Regions from separate parts of the Sus scrofa genome. Here region 2 is linked to region 1. The links are chromatin contacts, called in public Hi-C maps. All regions are on one chromosome and are shown on one strand. Each heading gives the region's core, a stretch centred on a gene start, on an enhancer-like site or on the middle of the called end of the contact. The rest is flanking DNA. Distances are from core to core; before and after follow the strand shown.

What was found. Hi-C and Micro-C count contacts between places; a contact is called where the count stands out from the background.
Region 2: a Hi-C map of skeletal muscle shows a contact between it and region 1, with 3 times the contacts expected there. The contact joins the promoter of SFPQ here to the promoter of ZMYM6 in region 1. A contact is called at or near these places in 1 of 5 promoter capture datasets (liver), 4 of 47 Hi-C or Micro-C datasets (embryonic fibroblasts, heart right ventricle, liver and 1 more) and 1 of 2 datasets of contacts at active chromatin or transcription factors (alveolar macrophages).

The regions. Positions count from the first base shown.
Region 1 is chr6:91,291,985-91,297,359 of Sscrofa11.1, reverse strand. ZMYM6 (zinc finger MYM-type protein 6) reads left to right here and starts at 3,865. Exons shown (of 15, transcript XM_021095881.1): 1 at 3,865-3,991; 2 at 5,106-5,272.
Region 2 is chr6:91,404,707-91,409,809 of Sscrofa11.1, reverse strand. It overlaps SFPQ (splicing factor, proline- and glutamine-rich), which reads left to right and starts at 1,574. Exons shown (of 11, transcript XM_021095898.1): 1 at 1,574-2,499; 2 at 3,227-3,415; 3 at 3,786-4,087; 4 at 4,196-4,291; 5 at 4,880-5,076. The coding sequence starts at 1,687.

The DNA.
Region 1 (5,375 bases), core at 2,616-5,115:
TGCTGGCTTCAAGACCAATATACAAAAGTCAAATGTAGTTCTATACATACCAGAAATAAATCACTAGAAAATGAAATTTTTCTATTTAAAATAAGATAGGTCTTCTCGTCATGGCTCAGTGGTTGGCAAGCCCGGGTTCAATCCCTGGCCTTGATCAGTGGGTTAAGGGTCCCACACTGCCATGAGCTGTGGTGTAGGTTGCAGACGTGGCTTGGATCCTGTGTTGCTGTGGCTGAGATGTAGGCCAGCAGCTATAGCTCCAATTGGATCCCTAGCCTGAGAACCTCCATATGCTGTGGGTATGGCCTTAAAAGACAAAAAGACCAAAAAAAAAAAAAAAAATTGGAGTTCCCATTGTGGCACAGTGGAAAGGAATCTGACTAGGAACAATGAGGTTGCAGGTTTGATCCCTGGCCTCGCTCAGTGGATTAAGGATCTGGCATTGCTGTGGCTGTGACACAGGCCAGCAGCTGTAGCTCTGATTTGACACCTAGCCTGGGAACCTCCATATGCTGCGAGTGAGGCCCTAAAAATCAAAGAAAAAAAAATAACAAAACATCAAAGATCTAGAAAAAAATCTTAACGAGATGTGAACTCTATACACTTAAAAACAATAAAACATTATTAGGAGAAATTACAGGCATTTAAATTAATGGAGAGATAGATCATTTTCATGGATTGGAAGATTCAACCCTATATAATCCTATTGTTGTTTCCTGGGCCTGTGGTTATAAAGTGCTAAAAATAAAAATTTATTGTCTCAATCCTGGAGGCCTGAAGTCCAAAATCTGTTATCAACACAGCCATTCTCTCTCTAAACCTGTATGGGAGAATCTTTCCTTGCTGCTTCTGGTGTGCATCAGCAATCCTTGGCATTCCTTGGCTTGTAGCTGCAGCACTTTTTTTGTTTTTTCGTTTTTAGGGCTGCACCTGAAGCATATGGAAATTCCCAGGCTAGGGGTTGAATTGGAGATCCAGCCTTTGCTAAAGCCACAGCAACACCAGATCCGAGCAGCCTCTGTGACCTACACTACACCTTGTGGCTATGCCTGATTTTTAACCCACTGAGCAGGGCCATGGATCAAACCTGCATCTTTATGGATACTAGTCAGGTTCATTACTGCCGAGCCACAATGGGAACTTCCAGCTGCAGCACTTCAATCTCTGCCCCAATTGTCATCTGGCAGTTTCCACTCATATGTCTATCTCTCCATCTCTTCTTCTTATAAGGATAACAGTCATATTAAATAAAGGGCCAACTCTACTCCAACATGACCTCATCTTAAGCAATTACATCTGTGACAACCCTATCTCCAAATAAAGCCATATTCTGAGGGTCAAGACCTCAACATATCTTTGGGGGGACACAATTCAATACTATGAATAACAAATGCCATTTCTTCAAAACAAGTCTATAGCTTTAGTGTAATACTAGCTGATTCTAAAATTAATTAATTAATTAATTAATTTTGTCTTTTGTCCTTTTAGAGCCACACCAGCGGCATATGGAGGTTCCCAGGCCACTGGTCTAATCGGAGCTGTCGCTACCAGCCTACACCAGAGCCACAGCAATACCAGATCCGAGCCTTGTCTGTGACCTACACCACAGCTCATGGCAACACTGGATCCTTAACCCACTGAATGAGGCCAGGGATTGAAGCTGCAACCTCATGGTTCCTAGTTCTAAAATTTATAAGGAAAATTTTGTTATATTTGGCAAGCCGATTCTAGAATTCATGTGAATATGCAAAGGGTCAAGAAATTCCAAGACAATCTTGACATAATGAGACAGGACTTTTTCTACCAGATGCCAAGATTTATTATAAACTTGTTATAGAAATTAAGACAATGTGATATTTCCCCCAAAAGAAACAAAAAGAATAGATTACATTGTCTTTAAACAAACCCACACATTTATAGACAATTTATTTATTTATTTATTTTTTATTTATTTTTATTATTATATTTTTTTGTCTTTTGTCTTTTTTGTTGTTGTTGTTGTTGTTGTTGCTATTTCTTGGGCCGCTCCCGCGGCATATGGAGATTCCCAGCTAGGGGTTGAATCGGAGCTGTAGCCACCGGCCTTCGCCAGAGCCATAGCAACGCGGGATCCGAGCCGCGTCTGCGACCTACACCACAGCTCACGGCAATGCTGGATCATTAACCCACTGAGCAAGGGCAGGGACCAAACCCGCAACCTCATGGTTCCTAGTCGGATTCGTTAACCACTGCGCCACGACGGGAACTCCTATAGACAATTTATAATTGCAAAGTTGACAATAAAGAACAGTGGATGAAAGACAGACTTTTTAAAAAAATGGCGCTTAATTAATTTATCATTCACATGGAAGAAATGAAACCTGAGTTACCTCATACCATCCACAAAACCCAACTTCAGATAGATTGTAGATTTAAATGAAAAAGACAAAGTAATAACATTTCCATAAATTAATCAGGACCTTTGGTAGGAGTATTTTTTCTTGACAGGCACAAGAAACACTAAGCATAAAGATCTTTTATATTCATCAGAAGACACCAATAATAAAGTGAAAAGGCTGACCACTGAGTGGGAGGAGATATATGAAATGCACATATTCACAAAGAACTCATATCCAGAATATATATCCATAAGGAAATGGCAGACAATCCAATACAAAAATGGGTAAGAGTCTTGAACAGGCACTTCATAAAAGAGGCCATCCAAATATCAAAAAACATGAAAATGGGTTCTCATTAGAAATCTGGGACCTCCAAATTAAAATCACAATATGATACCAATAAGCCCCCGCCAGAATGGTTAAAATCAGAAAGATGTACAGTAGTAATTATTGGCAAAGATGTGTGGCAACGGGAAATCTTATAAATGGCTAGTGGCAGTACAAACTGAAGCAACCACCTTCTAAAATTGTTTGAAACTATTCTCTTAAGTTTCACATATACACAACAAACAATTTCATTGCTAGGGATAAACTTAGCATATGTGTCACAAAAGGCAGGAATGTTTACAGCAGACTATAACTAGTAGCCCCAAACTGGAAACAATTAAAATGTCCATCAGTAGTAGACAGTTACTTTGCAGCACTGCCATTAAAATGTAATACTATACAGCAGTCAAAATGAATGACAGTCTAATCTATCATAGCTGTATCTCCAAAACAATGTTGAATGAAAAAACAGTAAATTTTGACTTTGAACAAGTTAATTAATCTCCTGGATAAAATTTGTGCATCTGAGGATTGTGGTGAGGATTAAATGGAAGATTCAGTCAGATTTGTTTTTTTTTTTCTTTTTTCTTTTTAGTAGCAGTCATGGCATGAGAAGTTCCCAGGCCAGGGATCAAACCCATGCCACAGCAGTGACCAGAGCCACAGCAGTGACCAGAGCCACAGCAGTGACCATGCTGGATCCTTAACCTACTGAATCACCAGGGAACTCCTCATGTCAAGTGTTTGGCTTAATAAATATCAGCTATTATTTATTCATAGCAGGCCACATCCTTGGAAATGATCATTAAAGTATGGTGCAAGAATTCCCTTGTGGCTCAGCTGGTTAAGGATCTGGCATTGTCACTGCTATGGCTCAGGTTACTACTGTGGCACAGGTTCAGTCCCTGGTGAGGGAACTTCCGCATGCTGCCCCACCCCAATGTGGTGCAGCGAACTTACAGCATCAACTATATACACCCCTAAGAGTCTCCCCTCAACCACTTTCTCTACCTTTTCCTCATTGGGTCTCGGTCTCTTTAAGAAGTCAACCATAGCTGAAGAAAGGGGAATGCTGGGAAGGTCCACTCAGCTCAGGTTTGGAGCACTATGGGAAAAGGGGCGGAGACTATGGCTGCGCACGCTCAGTTGTCCGGGTGTTGCGTTGGGATGGATCAGGCGGAGGAATTCCAGTAAAAGAAAATAATCTTCATCCCCGAGCAGGGCCCTTCGGTTTTATTCCTCTTTTCTTCGTCGGTGTTCCCCGGGAACAGGAAGGCCACTAGAAGGTGAGCGCGGCAGGTGGCAGCGGGAGGGGCCGCACGGGGCGGGGCAGCGGCTGCGCCACGTGACGAGGCGGGCGCCGGGCGGAAGCGGAGCAGTCGGACTGGGCAGCTGACGCGTTGCGGTTTTGCTGCTGGGACGCGCTGACAAGCATATGCGGGTTGTGTTCTCACCATTCGATACAACGTTGCCGCGTTTGTACTCGGTGACCGGCGTGGGAATTACTGGTGGGGACGAGATTTTCGGAGCGAATATGACACGAGCGTCCATAGATTATTTTAACTGTGGCAAGTGGTTAGAAGTTCTCATCTGTAGTACAGGCTATTAAGCCAGCTGCCCATTTCCATGTCTGGCTTGACTGTTTGGATTAAAAACAACTTTGAAGAGCCTCTTTTTTGCTTCAGGTTTACTGCGTCCTATTTAGTACGTTTATTTTTAGGGGATGGGAAGTCTGCTCGATGACTAATAAGAGTATCTTGTTTACAAGAAGGCGATTGGAAAGTGGAGCTATGAGGGGCTCATACCAGGGCACGGCCCCCTTGGAGACCCTGAAATGTGCAGGTGGTCAACTTTACCTGTGGTGGCATCTTGCGCTCTGATGTATCATTAGGCCTTGTGCTCTGATCTAGCGTTAGGCCAAAGAGGTTGGGTGCTTAGGGAGGCTTCCAGTAAAGACTGAGTTCGAGGTAGAGGTGGGGAACTTCATGTGCCTCACTTTTAAAGGTAAAAGCTGCTGTGGGCCTCCAAATACTAATTCTCATGGAGTCAGAAACTGTATTTCTGAGTCCTTTCTTCTAAGAGCTTGGTAACTTCCTCCCACGTCTTGCTTTGCTAGTCTAATTTTCTCAGTAACTTTCAACATATAAAAGACCAATGTTTGTCTTTAAAGATATTAGGGAAGTGGGAGTTACTGCTGTAAGACTGTTTTCTTATGTGAAGGTAGCTACTAAAAGAGCAGAAGGCAGGAAGAAGAGAGAATAGTCGTGGCCCCAGAAGGGTTGTTTTTTCAAATGCCTGCTCCTGAAACCTTGTGCTCAACATAAAGCTTTTGATGTAAATAAACATGGGAAAAAAAAGAAAGAATAAACCCGAATACCAACCCTTTATGTTGTGTTTTAGGAATCCAGCTATCCATCACCAAGAAGAAATCTATTAGTTTTAGACTGGGGAATTCCTTTCCATAAAAACTTAGAATGAAAGAACCTTTGGATGGTGACTGTGGCAAAGCAATGGCACCACAGCAGGGACTTCTGGACAAAATTAAAGAAGAACCTGACAATGCTCAAGTAAGCATTTCATCTTTATTTTTAAAAACTTTTTTTTTTTTTAAATTTCTTCTTTTCTAGCTGGTGAATTCAAATTTTTAGGTAGTTTCTGACTTACAAGGTA
Region 2 (5,103 bases), core at 325-2,824, 110 kb before region 1:
GGAGGTGAGGAGGTAGAGAACATAGATGTCAAGTGATGAACAGAATCAGAAAGGACGACAATGAGTCATAAGCTAATATTTATTGAGGGAGGAATTATCCACCCAAAGGTCCATAGATGACATTAAGAGAGGTATCAAGGGAAATGGCTTATGCTCTTCAAAGTAGTTGGATTCTGCCCCTTCGTTGATATGTATAGATAATTCAATATTGTAATTTTATGTTTTTATTTTTCTGATTTGCATTTTTTAAAAATTTATTTATTTATTTATTTGTCTTTTTGCCTTTCTAGGGCCACACCTGCAACATATGGAGATTCCCAGGCTAGGGGTCTAATCGGAGCTGTAGCCACCCGCCTACACCAGAGAGGCAGCAACGCAGGATATGAGCTGTGTCTGCGACCTATACCACAGCTCAGGGCAACGCTGGATCCTTAACCCACTGAGCGAGGCCAGGGATCCAACGCACAACCTCATGGTTCCTAGTCGGATTCGTTAACCACTGAGCCACGACGGGAACTCCTGATTTGCATTTTTAAACATTTCTTATGATTTTTTTTTTTCTGTTATAGTTGCTATACAGTGTTCTGTCGATTTTTACTGTGTGAAGTGATCCAGTAATACATATATATATATATACATATTCTTTTCTCACATTATCCCCCATCATTTCCATCACAAGTGACTAGATATAGTTGCCTGTGCTATACAGCAGCATCTCATTGCTTACCCACTCCAAATGCAATAGTTTGCATCTATTAACCCCAAACTCCCAGTCCACCTCCCTCCCTCCCCTTTCCCCTAGGCAACCACAAGTCTGTTCTTCCAGTCCATGAGTTTCTTTTCTGTGGAAAGATTCATTTGTTTTGTATTAATAATCTAGTTTTAAAGCATCTTAATCTGTCCATAAAGTGTTTTGTGGTTTGTAGAATTAAGAAAAACGTTCATTTCTTCCTGTGATGTGTTTGTAAATTAGTGTATACACACAAAATCAAGGCCTTTCTTTTTGAACAAAGAGCAATCACTAAAGCCCATGGCGACACTTTTACTGCTAGAACAAACCAGTACTCCAGTGAGATTCCAAAATGAAATCAGTAAGATCAAGTGTGCGAAATCGGTAAAAAAAAATTTTTCTCTAAATTTATGGGCCCAGCACAAGGTAGAAAAGATAGCAGGCACTTAATTTATGCTTTTGAGCTGGAGGCTGTAGGTTCTTTCTGGGGGAGGATATCAGCAGGCTGCTCTTAAGGGCAATCAAGAAAGAAAGGACTTGCTAACATCTCTCCCCAGGAGCTGATAGGGCCCTGGCTATCTGCTTCCAAGGGAAAAATTGCTCCGGCGAACCCATTCAAATATCTCTCAGCAAATCACCGTCACCTACAGCCAACTCCTTTTCCGCCCATTGGCTTACTGGAAACTTCAGCCACTCCATGCCTCCCGCCTCTCATCCGGGAGCCAATAGGAAAGATTAACTCCTCGTAACTTAGCGTCATCAAGTACAGTAATTGCAATTGGCTATTGCTGCTATTGATCCAGAAGTAGGCGGGGCCAAGCCAGCCGGCCTATATAAGAGGAGGACAAAGGCGGCGCGCCGCCTGTGTCATCCGCCATCTTGTGAGAAGCAAGGTGGCCTCCACGTTTCCTGAACGTCTTCTCCGCTTCTGCCTCGACCGCCCCTTGGTTACAGACATGTCTCGGGATCGGTTCCGAAGCCGGGGCGGTGGCGGTGGCGGCTTCCACCGGCGCGGAGGGGGCGGCGGCCGCGGCGGCCTCCACGATTTCCGCTCCCCGCCGCCAGGCATGGGCCTCAATCAGAACCGCGGACCTATGGGGCCCGGCCCGGGCCAGGGTGGTCCCAAGCCCCCGATCCCGCCACCGCCTCCGCACCAGCAACAGCAACAGCCGCCGCCGCAGCAGCCGCCACCACAGCAGCCGCCGCCGCTTCAGCCGCCGCCGCACCAGCCACCGCCGCATCAGCAGCCGCCGCCGCCTCCACAGGACTCGTCCAAGCCCGTCGTTTCTCAGGGGCCCGGCCCGGCTCCCGGAGTAGGCAACGCTCCCCCGGCTTCTGGTTCGGCGCCGCCCGCCACCCCCCCGACCTCCGGGGCCCCCACGGGGTCGGGCCCCACCCCGACCCCGCCGCCGGCCGTCACTTCGGCGCCCCCCGGGGCACCTCCGCCTGCGCCGCCGAGCGGCGGTGTCCCCACCACCCCGCCTCAGGCTGGGGGCCCGCCTCCTCCACCCGCAGGGGGCCCAGGCCCCGGACCTAAGCAGGGCCCGGGACCTGGCGGCCCCAAAGGCGGCAAAATGCCAGGCGGGCCGAAGCCCGGCGGCGGCCCGGGCCTAAGCACCCCTGGCGGCCACGCCAAACCGCCGCACCGAGGCGGTGGGGAGCCCCGCGGCGGCCGGCAGCACCACCCGCCGTACCACCAGCAGCACCACCAAGGGCCACCACCGGGCGGGCCCGGCGGCCGCAGTGAGGAAAAGATCTCGGACTCGGAGGTGAGTGTCTCCCAGACCTACGCGTCGGTTTCTCTAAGATGGCGGCGGCCCCCTCTTTTCCCTTCCCTTCCCCTCCCCGCCCTCCATTTTGTCGGAGACCGGAAAGAGCGCCTGCGCGCGGGAGACGAGGAGGGGCGGGGCCGGCTGCCGGAGCGGGAGGCGGATGGCGTGGGTCCGCTAGCAGGCCCCTGTGGTTGGCCACCCGACTGGCGCAGCAGTCGCGGGGGTGGCCTTAAGGTGATGCTAAGCTATGGTGCGCCGTATTGAAACTAGCGGACTTTTGGAACCAGAGCAGAGTGAAATGTAGGATTGGAGAGATGGAGGGAGTTCCGGTCCTAAGCGCGCAGGCGCAAGTCTTGTCGTTGACAATGACACTTCCGTCCCTTTCCCTTCTTGTTAATACTTAAGCACTCTCTTATGTTTTGTCTGCTACGATTTTGATTCTGTCGGGGATACTCGGCATACGGCTGATGAGGTCCTGTTATAGAGCTTAATCTAGGGAGGTCTTCCTATTCGATTTCAAGAGTATACTGGGTGATTTTGGCTGTTTGCTGTTAGGATTGTAGTTGTGTCATGAAACCCGTAAATGTAGTAGCATTTTTTGTTTTTAAATGGAACAGAAAAGCGACTGGATTGGTAACATCCAGTTTGGGGAAAAAAGATTATTACTGGGTTTTCCTATTTTCCAGAGGTCATTGGTGTCTGAAAATACCTTTTTTTTCATTAGGGTTTTAAAGCCAACTTGTCTCTCTTGAGGAGGCCTGGAGAGAAAACTTATACCCAACGTTGTCGGTTGTTTGTTGGGAATCTACCTGCTGATATCACAGAGGATGAATTTAAAAGACTATTTGCTAAATATGGAGAACCGGGAGAAGTTTTCATCAACAAAGGGAAAGGATTCGGATTTATTAAGCTTGTGAGTGTGGTTATTTGTTTTTGTGGGGGTTTTTTTTTTTTTGGTGTAATTTAAAGGGTTTTGTTTTTTCCTAATACAAACATACTGTATTTTAAACTAACCAGCAAGGATAAATTGCTTTTAGAATTTTTTATCATGCTCAAATTAAGGATGCAACTGCAGTATAGTGCGTAATGTTGGTTTCTCAAGAAACAAGGAGTTGGGTTGGTAAGGTATTTACCTTACCTCCCTAGAGCAATGTCAGGAAGGGCTGCCTGGAGATAGTTGAACTGAGCTGGTGGAAGAATCGTATTGGGAAATAGGCTTGCGACAATTTTAGGGTGGATATCAGCCAGTTTTGAGGTCATTAACATGAATGTATGTCTTTCAGGAATCTAGAGCTTTGGCTGAAATTGCTAAAGCTGAACTTGATGATACACCGATGAGAGGTAGACAGCTTCGGGTTCGATTTGCCACACATGCTGCTGCCCTTTCTGTTCGAAATCTTTCACCTTATGTTTCCAATGAACTGTTGGAAGAAGCCTTTAGCCAGTTTGGTCCTATTGAAAGGGCTGTTGTAATTGTGGATGATCGTGGAAGATCTACCGGGAAAGGCATTGTAGAATTTGCTTCTAAACCAGCAGCAAGAAAAGCATTTGAAAGATGCAGTGAAGGTGTTTTCTTACTGACAACGTAAGTTTTTTTTAATGCTTATTCTGGCAATTTTGATTTATTGATCTGTATGAGGAAACTGCACTAAAATAGGAACAAAAGTTAAGATGGAACCATTTTTGTTGTTAGAACTCCTCGTCCAGTCATTGTGGAGCCACTTGAACAGTTAGATGACGAAGATGGTCTTCCTGAAAAACTTGCGCAGAAGAATCCAATGTATCAAAAGTAAGATTGATTAAACTTTGGGACAGTTTTTGAGAATGAACAAGAACTTGTTTATAGTAGTTTTTCAAGTTTGCTTAAAATACACGAAATTCTTCAAAATGGAAATGCTTAATTAGGAACTCTAGGCTTATAAAGTTAGCAGTTTTGAATCAGTGTATCCTTTTTTGTTTGGTTTTTTTAGGGCCAAACCTGTGGCATATATGAAGGTTCCCAGGCCAGGGATCAAATCAGAGCTGTAGCTACTTGCCTATGCCACAGCAACCACAAATCGAGCCACCTCTGCCACCTACACCACAGCTTATGGCAACGCCAGATCCTTAACCCACTGAGTGAAGCCAGGGATTGAACCTCTGTCCTCATGGATGCTAGTCAGATTCAGTTTCCACTGAGCCACAACAGGAACTCCAATGTATCATTTTGGGCATTAACATGTACTATTTTTGCTGGAAAGATAACAACCAAAGTGGCTTTTATTTTCTTCTGTTATTTCCTACAAGTGACAGGCCCACTAGAAGACCATTGTTTTTTAGGGGAAATCAAACATTTCTGTGTGCATCCATAAATTGGTTCATGTTTAAATATTGTCAGGGAGAGAGAAACTCCTCCTCGTTTTGCCCAGCATGGCACATTTGAGTATGAATATTCTCAGCGGTGGAAGTCCTTGGATGAAATGGAAAAACAGCAACGGGAACAAGTTGAAAAAAACATGAAAGATGCAAAAGACAAATTGGAAAGTGAAATGGAAGATGCCTATCATGAGCACCAGGCAAATCTTTTGCGTCAAGGTAAAAGTTTCCCCTGTGTGAATTTTG